Regions from separate parts of the Hordeum vulgare genome. Here region 2 is linked to region 1. The links are chromatin contacts, called in public Hi-C maps. All regions are on one chromosome and are shown on one strand. The core of a region is the stretch at or near the end of the contact, and the rest is flanking DNA. Distances in the headings are between cores, read along the strand shown. Region 1 holds the start of LOC123409678. Region 2 holds the start of LOC123409935 (putative 1-phosphatidylinositol-3-phosphate 5-kinase FAB1C).

Region 1 (7,851 bases), core at 1,625-4,124:
GACCATTTAAATTTAAGAAAAAATTGATAAACTGAAGCATCTTGAGAAAGCTGACAGTTATTCCACACCTTCAACGGTGAAGCAGATTCATCTCCAATTACTGCTGAAGAACCTGAAGATAAGTACAAAAAATGTGCATGAATGAGAAGGTACTAGCATGTTGTCATCATATGCCTGTTCAGGCTATTAGGAGAATTTCAAGATGTGTTGGAAGTAAATAAGCTTTAACATCATACCATGTATTAATTGTTGATAGGCAACAGCTAGAAGTGGCAGAGGGAACGTTACTGCTTTAGCCGTATCCATTACGTAGCTCTATATATTGTTTAAGAGTGAAAACTGTGTCAGTGATTAATAAACAGAAGCATTCAGGAAATCAGCCATACAGTAGCAGTATTCCTTTTACAGTCTGCAAGATCAGAGTGGCACATTACTAATTAACCATTTAATCCTCTCTCCAGGGTTGACTTACAAGATTAAGAGCATGGAACTAGACACAAAACTAAAATGCAAACTGTAGTTAAAAGTAATATCTATCAAGGAGAAGAACAAGAAACTTCCTCTCTTCCAATTGCTAATCCTGGACCCTCCAATTTGAATACCACATCCCAGCTACCTACTCTTACCACAATACCACCGGTCGTGGCTCCAATATGCATAGGATGCCTTCATTCATTGTCCATACAAGTTTTTCATAGCAATAAATGTGCACATCACCTACGTATTTATATATTTTATTTGAAATAACATTCTAGATTTTGCAATCCCCTCTTTCATAAAAAGAATTCTGCAGAGCTACCAAAAGGGAGACAAAGGACATACTTAATTGCCTGCACTGTTCATATATTGTGCAAAGTATCCTAAGAATCCCATACCACCTTCAAAGGAGAAGAAAAGGAACTTACTGCATGTTTCTTTAGTGACTTCAGAAAATCAATAAGCAATGGATCTTCACTCAAAAGTTTCGGTACCACCTCCACAAAAATCCTGTCAGTAAATTGTACAATCTTAATTTGAAACCTACAAGATCACGAGTTCAGACAGAACACAAAGAATTCAATAATCCTTGTAACCTTGAGCTTCCTGCAGCATTTGATATTATGTCATAGATAATTGATGGATGAATCCCAGCTCGAACACCAAGAAACATTGCTTCAGTAGAAGCAACAAAATGAATGCTCTCCAGCAAATCATTAACCAACCTAATTTTGCTGTAAAAATAAATGGCACACGGCTCAAATTGTGACAGTTAAAGTTAAACTAGTTAGTATGGTAAATATATGGAAGGGGTGAAAATTGATATCTCAACTATCTTATATTTGCTATTTTCAGGAAAAAGTAAGCAACCTGCTGCAGCCAAATTCACCTTCGACAAAGTAAATGGTCTTGTCAAGACCTGGAATGTCAAATAGCTTAAAAATTCAGTATCATAAGATAAGGACCAGGAAGAAAGTATTAAAGAAAGTACACAAATTTGGAACTACCGGAGAAGAATTTCCCAGCTCTTTCTGCCACATCCTTTCTCCCAGATGCAACAACCTGACATTCAAAAGCTAAACTGTGATAACAGAATACGTAAGCATACAAGCACACAATTCAGATTCTCAGCTTCGTATCACTTACAAAAATATTTTCCTTCAGCTCATCAGATAAACCACTGAAAATGTAAGAATCAAGAAGGGAGATATCCTTCTTTTCATCTGCAGAAAAAATCAATCCAGATTAACTAGTACGGCCATTCATCACCAACATGGGTGCACTCTGTTTGTTGGAATGGGAATACAGGAGGCCAGTAGGAATTGCACGAACGTTTTCTTACAATGGTTCAAGAAGATCAACTACTGTTCTTATTATAATTGTTAAATGTGCACCTTTCGCATTCTTAAAGATGCACATAGAATTTTAAGCACAGAACTACTGTTCCCAGCTAAGCGAATAGGTGAGTTGAAGCACGAATAACATTTTACCTTTAAGCTTCTGCCCCAATTTCTCAAGATGACTAGGCACCAATGTCGATCGTATTAATACAATAGCCTCTTTGCACAATCCTATGCAATGCTCAAGCAAACATCATATCAAATGTCGAGTGTATATATAAATTGTACAGAAACAGGTGCGTGAGATCGACAGACTGGCAGGCAACACAATAACACAGAACGCACGTAGTACATACCTTTCGCTATACCCTGAGCTCCAAAGAACAACTCATCCACCTCATCCGCGTCACTGAGCACAACTACCAGCACAGCATCTGCGTGCAGCAAGAGTTTTTGATTGATCAGATAGAAGCAAGCAACACACACGACACAGTTTTCTTCACCACGTAAGAGCATGGTCTCTTGGGCATTCCAACGAACGCCTCGCACGCACGCACGCCATCCATATGCGCCACGGGAAGGCCATGTCCAGTGCTGGAGATCGTTATATACTCTTACCTCGCGTGGTTTCAGCGGGGCTGGCGCATCGGACGCCGCCGCCCTGCTCCGCGAGCGCCGTCGCCGCCGATCCATCCGCCTGCCCACACCGCCACACGCACCGTCAGGACAGAGCATCCCGCGAAAGCACCTCCGAGAGGAGACGAAACCAAAACGGGGGGCGAAAGGAATGGGGAGACGAGGGAAGGGCGATCGAGTGAAGGCGACCTTGGGGCCGATGTAGAAGCGGACGATCGCGCCGGAGCGGGCGAAGGAAGCGGCGAGCGCGACGCTCAGACCGTCGGCGCCGACGAAGGCGACGACCTTCGCCGGCGAGGACGACGGCGACATCCCGCGAGTGAGCGGCGTGTGACCTCGCCCGCCGACGGCGACGACCAGCCCGAAGCAGAGGCGAGCAGAGCGGAAGCGGGGACAGGGGAGTGAGGAGGCCGGGAAGAGTGGCACACGAGGACTCCACTGCCCTGGGCATTTTACCCAGCCGCTCCGTGTCACTGGACCGCGGGCCCGACGCGCCGTGCGAATCCTGCGTGGCGCATGTGGGCTGGGACGGGGCCACGTTTGGATTCCGGACGAGGACGCCACGGGTGCTCCATTTTTTACTTTTTTAGCGCGACGAGACAGGGTTCTGACCGTGCGGGCCCTGTGAGCGGAAAGATGATGATGCGGGTCTTGTACCGCAGCGTGCCAAATCGTGGAGCTGAACTTTGCACGGGAGCGTACGTATGTCCCATGAGATTTTAAATTTTGAAGTGCACGTGACAAATGGGACACGGCGCGATGTAAGGATCTTGCTTTTGGGTTTGTTTAATGATAAACACTTTGTTATTTTACTTTAGCAGCGTATATAAAGATCAACTTGCTTAGTAGGTCGCCGGTTGATCTTGATTTATTTTTTAAAGATCCAGCTAGATGTTGGCTTATATTAAAACATAGCAGGGAGAAAAGCGGTTACAAAGGTGTGGGGGGAGTTGATCGAAGGATCAAGGAAAAAGGACAGAGAAAAATAAAAAGGAAAAAGGGAAGAAAAACGGTCGCGATCTTTCATGGCGGTTCCCAGAAAGGGTGCTCCAAGAACGATGCTCCCGCTTGTCTCCAAAGCTTGACAGTTCTTGTGATTGCGTTCTTTATATCTTGAATATGCGCCTGTTTGCTTGTGAAAGTGCAATCGTTTCTGTGCTTCCAAATCTCCGATAGGATCAGGGCGATCATCGTCCTGGTGGCCTTGCGGTGTACTGGTGGAGCCGTTTCTATCATGATGGCTATTTTATCGGTTGACCCCATCTTCGTTGCCCATGTGTCAGGGTACAAGGAGGCGCATCCGTCCCTCGAGGCAGCGTGTGCCCAGATTTCCAGTGACATGAGGCATTCCCAGAACAAATGAGTTGATGTTTCTAGGTTCCGCAGGCATAGCTGACAGAAATAGCCGTTTGGCCATCCTCGTCGTTGCAGCCGGTCATTGCACCATAGTCTGTCTCGCAGGAGCAGTCAGGCAAAAATCTTGAGCCTAGGGGGTGCCCAAGTCTTCCAGATTATCTTCTTGAAATCGGACTTCATCATTCCTTGGAATTGTGCCTTGTACGCCGATCTTGCCGTATATGTTCCTGATGCCTCAAGGTTCCATGTGATAGTGTCAGCAGTTTCTTCCTCAAGGTGAAGATCCCTATCTTGGAGCCATCTATGTAGCCTAATTGCCTCCTCCCATAGGTGCGCATTGTTACCATGCGCTAAATCTGCTAACCAGGTGTTGTTGCTTAGAGCCTCCTGTACCATTCTGTGCTTCCTCCTGGAGTGCTTGAAAAGCGACGGGAACGCCGTCTTTAGGGTGGCTGCTCCCGTCCATGAGCAATGCCGGAATGATGCCGTTGCGCCGTTGCCGAGGACCACTGTTGTTGATGCGTTAAACAGGTCCCTGTCCGCTTCGTCGCGAGGCAGAGTCATGCCCCGCCAGGCCCTGTCGGGGCTCGTCCATGCCAGCCATAGCCATCGTAGTCTAAGGGCTCTACTGAAGCGGTTTAGGTCTAGGATGCCCAAACTCCCATTCTCCAGTGGGGAGCAGACTGTCGGCCAGTTTACTTTACACTTGCCTCCACCAAACTCGTCGTCGTCCTGTGCCTAGAGAAAACGGCGCCTAGCCTTGTCTACCTCGTCAAAAAACTTCCTTTGCGCTCTTAGCACAGAGAGTGCGAAGGTAGGTAGGGTTGAGAGGACGTTACGGACCAGGACTCGCCTGCCGGCAACATTAAGCAGTTTGCCCTTCCATCCAGCTAGTCTAGCTCTAATCCTGTCTAAGATGAACTGAATGTGGACTAGCCTACTCGCCTGCCGGCAACATTAAGCGGTTGATCTTGATATGGAACGGTGAATCCAAGTGTAAGGATTTCCCTTGCACAAAAGTTAAACCAGAAGTCGAAGGAGTAGATAGGCCACCCTAGTATCTATCTACTACATGGCGCGCCTTCGGAGAGCATCTCTGACAGCCGCGTGATATAAGGGCATGTACAATGGTGCCATCTTAATAATGTCATGTAGAATAAATGATGAGGTGGAGGAGAGAGAACTCATAAGATAAGGTTTGTCTTCTCTTATTTAAGAAAGAACAAGAGGTGACCTTTTAGCACAATATGTCTTACTATGTTTTTAGGAATAACTAGTTATTGAACATAAGGCTAAGAGGTGACCAATTGTAAGACATTTTTTTGCCATCTCTAAATTACATTCAAGACTTAAGATAGGATCATCTTATCAACCAATATACATGCCCTAAGTGTTACGCTGAAAAAATACAGTTTTTTACACGCGCGCAGCTGCTTCGGATGCTCCAGCGGAGACGTAAAAACATGTGAGGCATAAGTGGTTTAGCGCGGGGGGCGAAAGGGCATCGCGCGCCGCTTTTTTCGTGCGCCTGCTCCTCGAGCGCATGCGCCGCATCCTCTCCGGTCGCGCTGCTTTCGCCCCGCTCGTGTTGTCGCCCGACGGACGGCCGCGACGACATCCCACTCACCCCTTCCTGCACCCCCAACCCCTCCGTCGTCGTCGTCGTCGCCGCCGCCGCTGTCGGCATAAACCCTAGCGCGGGGAGCTTTGGCTTCGCCTCCGTCGGTGCTCCTCCAAGCACCAATCTCGCGTGCGGCCTTTTCATGGCGCCACGGACGACCTCGGCGGCGGGGCGTCGCGCCGACGCCCGCCATGAAGCCACGTACCGCCCTCTCGAAGTTCCCAAATGCGACGGTGGTGAAGGCTCGCAAAGTGTCCGGAAAGAAGAACAAGGCGGTGGACGGCTCCTCTAGGCGGTCGAAGAAGAGACTTGCAGGGCGTGCGATGGATGCGGCGACGACCGAAGCACCGACGAGCTTGCTTGTTGCACCGGCGGCCGATGCACACAATGTGTTCGATGAAATGCCCACAAGGTAAAATTTCACCCACTTTTTTTCGTTGTTGTTTTTTGAATGGATACATGTGGATAGCTTATTCGTTTTGTTGTATATACTTTGTAGTTTCAATGATGAGACATATATGAGTGTTGGCTCTGACAATTCTCATTGGTCTCAAAACAATGATGTGCATTTCGATGATCATGAGTTTGAGGTGGACGAGGATGGTGAGGGCATCATCGATGCACCGAAAGGAAGAGCGGGCAACTACAGCATGGACGAAGACATCTTGCTATGCAATACATGTTTGTAAGTGTCTAGGGATGCCACCGTTGGAGGGGGCAAAAGTAGGGATGCATATTGGATCCGGATGAAGGAGCACTTTGATTTACACAACAAAAGTGGAATTGACCACACGGAAAGATATCTTCGCTCCCGGTGGTCGACAATCAACAAAGATTGTCAAAGGTGGGCGGTCGCACTTAAGGCGGTTCACACGTTAAACCCAAGTGGCACTAATGATAGAGATAGGGTAAGTGCCATTTTGTCTCATGATTCTTCCATGTTCATGCTTCTTCTTGGTGTTTCAGGTGCTAACTTGTTCTTTTGTTTGTAGCTCACTATTGCACAAAACTTATTTCAAGGATAGGGAAGAAGACTGTCGATGTCAAAATCGGCGAATCTCGGGTAGGGGGTCCCGAACCGTGGACCTTGGATCGATGGGTTGTAGTAAGAAGGGGGAGACATCGGTTTACCCAGGTTCAAGCCCTCCTATGGAGGCAATACCCTACGTCCTGCTTGATTGTATTGATGAAGATGATTACAGAGTAGATCTACCTTGAGATCGTATATGCTAAACCCTAGATGATGTTGGAAATATGCCCTAGAGGCAATAATAAAGTGGTTATTATTATATTTCCTAGTTCATGATAATTGTCTATTATTCATACTATAATTGTATTAACCGGAAACCGTAATACATGTGTGAATACATAGACCACAATGTGTCGCTAGTGAGACTCTAGTTGGCTAGCTCGTTGATCGATAGATGGTCATGGTTTCCTGATCATGGACATTGGATGTCATTGATAACGGGATCCATCATTAGGAGAATGGTGTGATGGACAAGACCCAATCCTAAGCATAGCACTAGATCGTATTGTTCGTCTGCTAAAGCTTTTCTAATGTCAAGTATCATTTCCTTAGACCATGAGATTGGGCAACTCCCGGATATCGTAGGAGTGCTTTGGGTGTATCAAATGTCACAACGTAACTGGGTGATTATAAAGGTGCACTACATGTTGGAAATATGCCCTAGAGGCAATAATAAATTAGTTATTATTATATTTCTTAGTTCATGATAATCGTTTATTATCCATGCTATAATTGTATTGATTGGAAACACAATACTTGTGTGGATACATAGACAAAACACTGTCCCTAGTAAGCCTCTAGTTGACTAGCTCGTTGATCAAAGATGGTCAAGGTTTCCTGGCCATAGGCAAGTGTTGTCACTTGATAACGGGATCACATCATTAGGAGAATCATGTGATGGACTAGACCCAAACTAATAGACGTAGCATGTTGATCGTGTCATTTTGTTGCTACTGTTTTCTGCGTGTCAAGTATTTGTTCCTATGACCATGAGATCATATAACTCACTGACACCGGAGGAATGCTTTGTGTGTATCAAACGTCGCAACGTAACTGGGTGACTATAAAGGTGCTCTACAGGTATCTCCGAAGGTGTTAGTTGAGTTAGTATGGATCAAGACTGGGATTTGTCACTCCGTGTGACGGAGAGGTATCTCGGGGCCCACTCGGTAATACAACATCACACACAAGCCTTGCAAGCAATGTAACTTAGTGTAAGTTGCGGGATCTTGTATTACGGAACGAGTAAAGAGACTTGCCGGTAAACGAGATTGAAATAGGTATGCGGATACTGACGATCGAATCTCGGGCAAGTAACATACCGAAGGACAAAGGGAATGGCATACGGGATTATATGAATCCTTAGCACTGAGGTTCAAACGATAAGATCT
Region 2 (7,851 bases), core at 3,310-5,809, 150 kb before region 1:
TGGATGACATATTACTGATTGGAAACAACGTAGAGTTTTTGGAGAGCATAAAAGGTTACTTGAATAAAAGTTTCTCTATGAAAGACCTAGGAGAAGCTGCTTACATTCTAGGCATTAAGATCTATAGGGATAGATCAAAACGCCTGATAGGACTTTCACAAAGCACATACCTTGATAAAGTTTTGAAGATGTTCAAAATGGAACAGTCCAAGAAAGGGTTCTTGCCAGTGTTACAAGGTACGAGATTGAGTAAGACTCAGTGCCCAGCAACTGATGAAGATAGAGAGCATATGCGCTCCGTCCCCTATGCTTCAGCCATAGGTTTTATCATGTATGCGATGCTGTGCACTAGACCGGATGTTAGCCTGGCCATAAGTATGGCAGGTAGGTTCCAGAGTAATCCAGGAGTGGATCACTGGACAGCGGTCAAGAATATCCTGAAGTACCTGAAAAGGACTAAGGAGATGTTTCTCGTGTATGGAGGTGACGAAGAGCTCGCCGTAAAAGGTTACGTCGATGCAAGCTTTGACACAGATCCGGACGACTCTAAGTCGCAAACCGGATATGTGTTTATTCTTAATGGGGGTGCAGTAAGCTGGTGCAGTTCCAAGCAAAGCGTCATAGCAGATTCTACATGTGTAGCGGAGTACATGGCTGCCTCGGAGGCGGCTAAGGAGGGTGTCTGGATGAAGGAGTTCATGACGGATCTTGGAGTGGTGCCAAGTGCACTGGATCCAATAACCTTGTTCTGTGACAACACTGGTGCCATTGCCTTAGCAAAGGAACCAAGGTTTCACAAGAAGACCAGACACATCAAACGACGCTTCAACCTCATCCGCGACTACGTCGAGGAGGAGGACGTAAATATATGCAAAGTGCACACGGATCTGAATGTAGCAGACCCGCTGACTAAACCTCTTCCACGGCCAAAACATGATCGACACCAGAACTGTATGGGTGTTAGATTTATTACAATGTAATTCACATGGTGATGTGAGGGCTAGATTATTGACTCTAGTGCAAGTAGGAGACTATTGGAATTATGCCCTAGAGGCAATAATAAATGTATAGTTATTATTATAATTCCTGTATCAAGATAATAGTTTATTATCCATGCTATAATTGTATTGAATGAAGACTCGTTTACATGTGTGGATACATAGACAAAACACCGTCCCTAGCATGCCTCTAGTTGGCTAGCCAGTTGATCGATGATAGTCGGTGTCTTCTGATTATGAACAAGGTGTTGTTGCTTGATAACTGGATCACGTCATTGGGAGAATCACGTGATGGACTAGACCCAAACTAATAGACGTAGCATGTTGATCGTGTCATTTTGTTGCTACTGTTTTCTGCGTGTCAAGTATTTATTCCTATGACCATGAGATCATATAACTCACTGACACCGGAGGAATGCTTTGTGTGTATCAAACGTCGCAACGTAACTGGGTGACTATAAAGATGCTCTACAGGTATCTCCGAAGGTGTTAGTTGAGTTAGTATGGATCAAGACTGGGATTTGTCACTCCGTGTGACGGAGAGGTATCTCGGGGCCCACTCGGTAATACAACATCACACACAAGCCTTGCAAGCAGTGTAACTTAGTGTAAGTTGCGGGATCTTGTATTACGGAACGAGTAAAGAGACTTGCCGGTAAACGAGATTGAAATAGGTATACAGATACTGACGATCGAATCTCGGGCAAGTAACATACCGAAGGACAAAGGGAATGACATACGGGATTATACGAATCCTTGGCACTGAGGTTCAAACGATAAGATCTTCGTATAATATGTAGGATCCAATATGGGCATCCAGGTCCCGCTATTGGATATTGACCGAGGAGTCTCTCGGGTCATGTCTACATAGTTCTCGAACCCGCAGGGTCTGCACACTTAAGGTTCGACGTTGTTTTATGCGTATTTGAGTTATATGGTTGGTTACCGAATGTTGTTCGGAGTCCCGGATGAGATCACGGACGTCACGAGGGTTTCCGGAATGGTCCGGAAACGAAGATTGATATATAGGATGACCTCATTTGATTACCGGAAGGTTTTCGGAGTTACCGGGAATGTACCGGGAATGACGAAAGGGTTCCGGGAGTTCACCGGGGGGGGGGGGGGGAACCCACCCCGGGGAAGCCCATAGGCTTTGGGGAGACACATCAGCCCTTAGTGGGCTGGTGGGACAGCCCCAAAAGGGCCTATGCGCCAAGAGAAGGAAATCAAAGGAAAAGAAAAAAAAAGAGGGAAGAAGTGAGAAGGGAGGGGGACTCCTCCCACCAAACCAAGTCCAACTCGGTTTGGGGGGGGGAGTCCTCCCCCCCTTGGCTCGGCCGACCCCTTGGGAGTCCCTTGGACCCCAAGGCAAGGTCCCCCTCCCTCCTCCTATATATATGGGGCTTTTAGGGCAGATTTGAGACGACTTTCTCACGGCTGCCCGACCACATACCTCCATAGTTTTTCCTCTAGATCGCGTTTCTGCGGAGCTCGGGCGGAGCCCTGCTGAGACGAGATCATCACCAACCTCCGGAGAGCCGTCACGCTGCCGAAGAACTCTTCTACCTCTCCGTCTCTCTTGCTGGATCAAGAAGGCCGAGATCATCGTCGAGCTGTACGTGTGCTGAACGCGGAGGTGCCGTCTGTTCGGTACTAGATCGTGGGACTGATCGCGGGATTGTTCGCGGGGCGGATCGAGGGACGTGAGGACGTTCCACTACATCAACCGCGTTCTCTAACGCTTCTGCTGTACGATCTACAAGGGTACGTAGATCACTCATCCCCTCTCGTAGATGGACATCACCATGATAGGTCTTCGTGCGCGTAGGAAATTTTTTGTTTCCCATGCACGTTCCCCAACAACCACCGGCGGCGGCTGGGAGGGGTGGGAGGAGGGAGAAGGGTGGGTGGGGGCAGAGTGGTTGACTCGGGCCAAGGCGGGCCCGCGCGGCCCAGATCTGAGCGCCCCCAGCTCTGCCGCTCGCTGCAGCGGCCGGCAGCCGCCGTAGCAGCGCCTCCGCGCACACGCACCGCGCCATCTCGACCTCTCCTGCACGCGGACAGCTTTCCGACGCGCCACCACACGCTCCCACTGCTCCAGCGCGCGAGCACATTCCCACCGCTCCAGCGCGCGAGCACGCAAACAAGGGCCCCGTCGCCGCCGTCCACCGACGAGGGCTTCACCCACCAGCATCCTCCGGCGGCGACGAGGGGAGGGAGGGGGCTTGGGTGGCGGCTAGGGTTTCGCCGCCCGAGTCGCCCCTGGGAGCGACGCGGGGGCCGAGTCTTCCTAATCCAGCAGCTTCCGAGCATAAGAATTGGTTTTCATTTTATTTTACTGTCAATGAGGGTCTATTTGAGCTTGGGAGCAGCGTATTGCTTGACCCCCCTTTTCTCAAGAAATTCTTATACACTAATGTCTTTGAACTCGGTTTCTTGTCGCTCCTTGTAACAAAGATAAGCAAATTGAGTTGGCATTGAGATCTTCTTGGGAAAAAAGATTTCATGTGTCTCGCGCTTCTCCTTAAGAAAATATATCCAACTGAAAAAGAGAAATATGAACTACAATACCATGTTTATTACCGTTGATGCTTTGGCAAGCGATGAGATAAAAATGATCCATGTGAAGGAACTACAATGGGTATTATTTGTAATGATGCTCTTGAATCTTGATGGATGAGGCTTATAGTCACATCTTCTTACATTTAACAATAATTTCAAGGTTACAAAATGGACATTAATAATACTATTATAACTTGATGATGACTAAGGCTTAAGAACGCGGGCGTGATTGAAATTAGTGAGTCATCACAATTTTTTCTACGACTTGTGATACAATTTCATATTTTGTGTTCCATATATTTTCTTGAATTTTCATGTGGAATATACAGTATATGTTACTGAAATTGTAACATACTTTTACTATACTCGCCGTTTGTTCTTTGGGGACAACATGTCCTTATTTGACAAAATCACGAAATATGCGGTTAAATGACGCTCAAGGTTTATCAACACGAAAATGACATCGAAAGACCTTGAGCAATCAAAACAGAACACAACGCACATGTTGCAAAGTCTCAACAGGGAACAACTTTTGTCAAATGGAAGAAAATAACTTTTGAACATAGAGAAAAGGCAACTCAAACCCACAATCCGGATTTTGCTTCACCACAATAACATAGTACTGCCTAGCTCCATCACAATTTAATTTAATTCATAAAAGGAAAGAAACACAATATATTTTTTCTCTGATTTTTTTCCCATCAAGAGATACAAGTCCTGGGTTTTTTTCCTACTATAAAAAAGACAGAAGTCAAAAGAAAGGTAGTAAAAGGAAAGAAGATAAGCGAATTAAAAGGCAGGAAAAACAAAAAAACCAAAACCAACGGCACCCACCGAACTCTTTCTTTTTTTTCCCCACCTTTCTCCTACCGCGCTTACCTTTTTCTCTACTCTATATCTTCCTCCATTCCCCTCACACGCAAAAGCTTCCCTTCCATGGGCACCTTCCCCTCACCCCCCTCCGCCTCCCCCTACCCTGGACTCCGCTCGCCCGCCGCCGCCGCCGCCGCCGCCGCCGCCGCCTCCCTCCCGCAGCAGCTGCTTGACCGTGGAGCCTCGGGCGATGCTGCCGCCCTCTTGCCCGCCACATGCTCGAGGAAATGCCTCGGATGTGCAGATCCCAAGAAACGCTAGGACTAGGCGCTTTGCGGGGTCCCTTTTAGCTCCCCTCTAACGGTTTGTGGCTCCTGGTTTTGGCGTGCTTTGTTTTCCCGTGATTTGTGGTGTGTAATTTGGTACAGGGTCTACTGTGAAATCAAGAAGTTGCTAGGTTTGGGCCTCCTCGGCAGTTGTTTTTTCGTGGTTTTTGCTGCTTTTATGGGAGTTCCCGTCGCGCGGAAGTCCGATTCTTGGGTGACCGACCTTGCGATGACGGACTGCGGCGGCGGCGACCGCTCCGACCTCGGCGTCCGGCCTATTAACGGTGGCCGAGGTGCCCCCATGGAGCAGCGTGGTGACGGGTTGGACGGGGCTCCGATGTCCCCACCGGAGCGTGTCCCGACACCGTCTTCCTCGAGGTCTGCTGGGTGGCGGCGTTTCTCCTCACCTGGTCCTCTCCGATGCTCAACGCCAGGGTGGGTATTTGACTTCCTTGCATTCCCTGGAGGGCATAGCCTGATATGTTGACTGAATAAAATTTGTTGGATGTAGGAGTATTGGTTATGAAGACGGCGAGGACTCAGACCGAGGCCGGTATTTCTCCCCGGGCAGTGAGTTTTCTCAAGATACTTCTGATACGGATTCCGTGAGCACAAATATTAGTAGGCTGTACACATTCAGGTTGGGAAATTCGAGCCCGTTATATAGTCCTATGAAACGATCCGGACAAGTAGGCACAAGTCCTCCCTCCGGGATAAATGGTCATGCCAGCCAAAATTCTCCTCTATACTCTTTGAATTCTGGTCATGGCTACGATGATGGTGATTATTTGATGGATTCACCCAATTGCCATGATGAACATCATGACAATATTATACAGCCAATTGATTTTGAGAGTAATAATGGACTCATATGGCATCCTCCACCGCCTCAAGATGAGGGTGATGACTCCGAAAACAGTTTCTTTCAATACAATGACGATGATGATGACAGCGCTATTGGTGATGGGAAGACCTTTGAACATGTTAACCATGAGTGCGGTGGTAGTGATGATTTACCAGGGACCAAAGGAAAACAGAATATAGCTCATAAAGAGTTCTTAAGGAACGCTCTACATGGGCATTTCAGGGCTCTTGTGTCCCAATTGCTCCAAGGTCATGGAGTTGACCTCGTGGATGGATGGTCGGACATAGTATCCTTATTAGCATGGCAGGCAGCTACCTTTGTGCAGCCAGATACAAGCAAAGGTGGTAGCATGGATCCCACCAACTATGTCAAAGTTAAATGTGTAGCGTCAGGGACTCCCAATGATAGGTACGCCCTATAACGATTCAGCTGTGTTGAGTGATTATATGATATTTTTCATGCCATCTTCGGAGCTAAATGATTATTCATCTGTTTATTTGCAGTACTTTCATTAAAGGTGTTGTTTGTTCTAAGAATGTAAAGCATAAACGCATGGTGTCAAAGCATGAGAATCCTAGAATTCTTCTTTTGGGAGGAGCACTGGAACATCAAAAGGTTACAAACAAACTAGCATCAATAAACAGCATTCTTGAACAGGTAATGCCTCCATTCTTTGTCAGCTGAAGTGTATTTATCCTAATAGCTCTCAGTATGTCCGTAGTTGACATTAAAAGTGTGATATGTACAGGAAAAGGAATATCTTAAGAATGCTGTTGCAAAGATAGAGGCCCAACGACCTCATGTCTTGCTGGTTGAAAAGAGCGTGCCGATGTATGCTCAACAGCTTCTTGCAAAAGATATCTCTTTAGTACTGAATGTCAAGAGATCACTTCTAGAACGGATATCACGCTGCACAGGTGCTAAAATTGCTTCATCCATTGACAATGTCACTTCAGCAAGACTTGGACAGTGCCAAGCTTTCTGGATTGAAAGAGTTGCAGAATCTTTAGCTCCGAAGGATAACAGAAAATCTATCAAGACACTGATGTTCTTTGATGGCTGTCCAAGACGCCTGGGCTGCACGGTAATGCACATAGAACTGTTTGCTACCTTTAAAGATCTTGTTCCATTCCATAAAAAAATGAAGGGTCAATTCTCATCATATTGTTACTTTGGTCCTAATTTTATACACGTATTCTTCTATACTGTTTTTTGGCATAATTTTACTCTCTGCCGAGGATGGCAATCTTGAGCTCCGCTTTGTGTCTATCTATTGTGGCACTTTAATTGTGCAAGACATATCTAATACAACCAACGATTTTTTTCCTAGGTCCTCCTAAGGGGCACATCCTATGAAGAGTTAAGGAAGGTCAAACTTGCTCTACAGTTTGCTGTATTTGCAGCATATCAACTATCACTGGAGACTTCATATCTTGCAGATGAGGGTGCAACACTACCAAAGACCCCTTCAGATCTTCCAGCTCGTCCACTTGAGAAGCATATGAATGGTGGGGATATTTCCTCAAGTACTTCTCGGCAGAATTTGAATGATTTTCAAATCATTGGTGACAGAACTTCAGAAAAGGGCTGCATCGTGCCTCTAAATTTCCTTGATGGTTCTTCTAAAGTGTTAACTATCGACCAATCCCTTTTGAAACCTAACTTTGGTCAGGAAGAATACATTCCTGGAACTGATGACACGTTTTCTCACCCCCCAACATTGTTTATCGATAATAATTGTGAAGCACCTCTAGTCAGAAAAGGGACACCAACAGATTTGCAATGCCCTGATGACGTTCATCGAGATGAGAGGGTTGGTGGGATTTATAGAGTTGAAAGTGAGTTGGACAATGGTTGCCATCATACATCAGACGAAGAACATGTAGGAGTAACCGTACCTGATCATAACGAGAACCCCACCGAGTATTTCCCAACATCCGATAATGCACAGAGCATTTTGGTTTCCTTGTCCATTGCATGCCATCAGAAAAGAATTGTATGCAAGCAATCTCAGCTCTTCCGCATAAAGTTCTACGGTAATTTTGATAAGCCACTTGGGAGGTATTTTCGTGAAGATTTATTTTATCAGGTACTGTATTGTCATCCATTTTCCTGTTTGGTTGCAAGTAAATACCTAGTAGGCTACTACTACCTTATTAATGTGTTCCGTCGTTGTTGCAGACTTCGTGCTGTGAGTCTTGCAAAGAACCTGCAGAATCTCATGTTCAATGTTATACTCATCAACAAGGCAGTCTTTCAATAGGTGTTAGAAATCTTGAATCTGTAA

What was found. Hi-C and Micro-C count contacts between places; a contact is called where the count stands out from the background.
Region 2: a Hi-C map of an unstated tissue shows a contact between it and region 1, with 10 times the contacts expected there. The contact joins the promoter of LOC123409935 here to the promoter of LOC123409678 in region 1. A contact is called at or near these places in 3 of 6 Hi-C or Micro-C datasets (leaf and an unstated tissue).

What each region holds. Positions count from the first base shown.
Region 1 is chr7H:112,551,022-112,558,872 of MorexV3_pseudomolecules_assembly, reverse strand. LOC123409678 reads right to left here and starts at 2,874. Exons shown (of 42, transcript XM_045102547.1): 1 at 2,643-2,874; 2 at 2,436-2,514; 3 at 2,174-2,251; 4 at 1,968-2,048; 5 at 1,624-1,700; 6 at 1,485-1,539; 7 at 1,348-1,396; 8 at 1,074-1,211; 9 at 906-987; 10 at 237-315; 11 at 69-112. The coding sequence starts at 2,765.
Region 2 is chr7H:112,705,262-112,713,112 of MorexV3_pseudomolecules_assembly, reverse strand. It overlaps LOC123409935 (putative 1-phosphatidylinositol-3-phosphate 5-kinase FAB1C), which reads left to right and starts at 4,559. Exons shown (of 11, transcript XM_045102804.1): 1 at 4,559-5,134; 2 at 5,211-5,972; 3 at 6,068-6,221; 4 at 6,313-6,648; 5 at 6,895-7,653; 6 at 7,746-7,851. The coding sequence starts at 4,878. It also overlaps the pseudogene LOC123409936.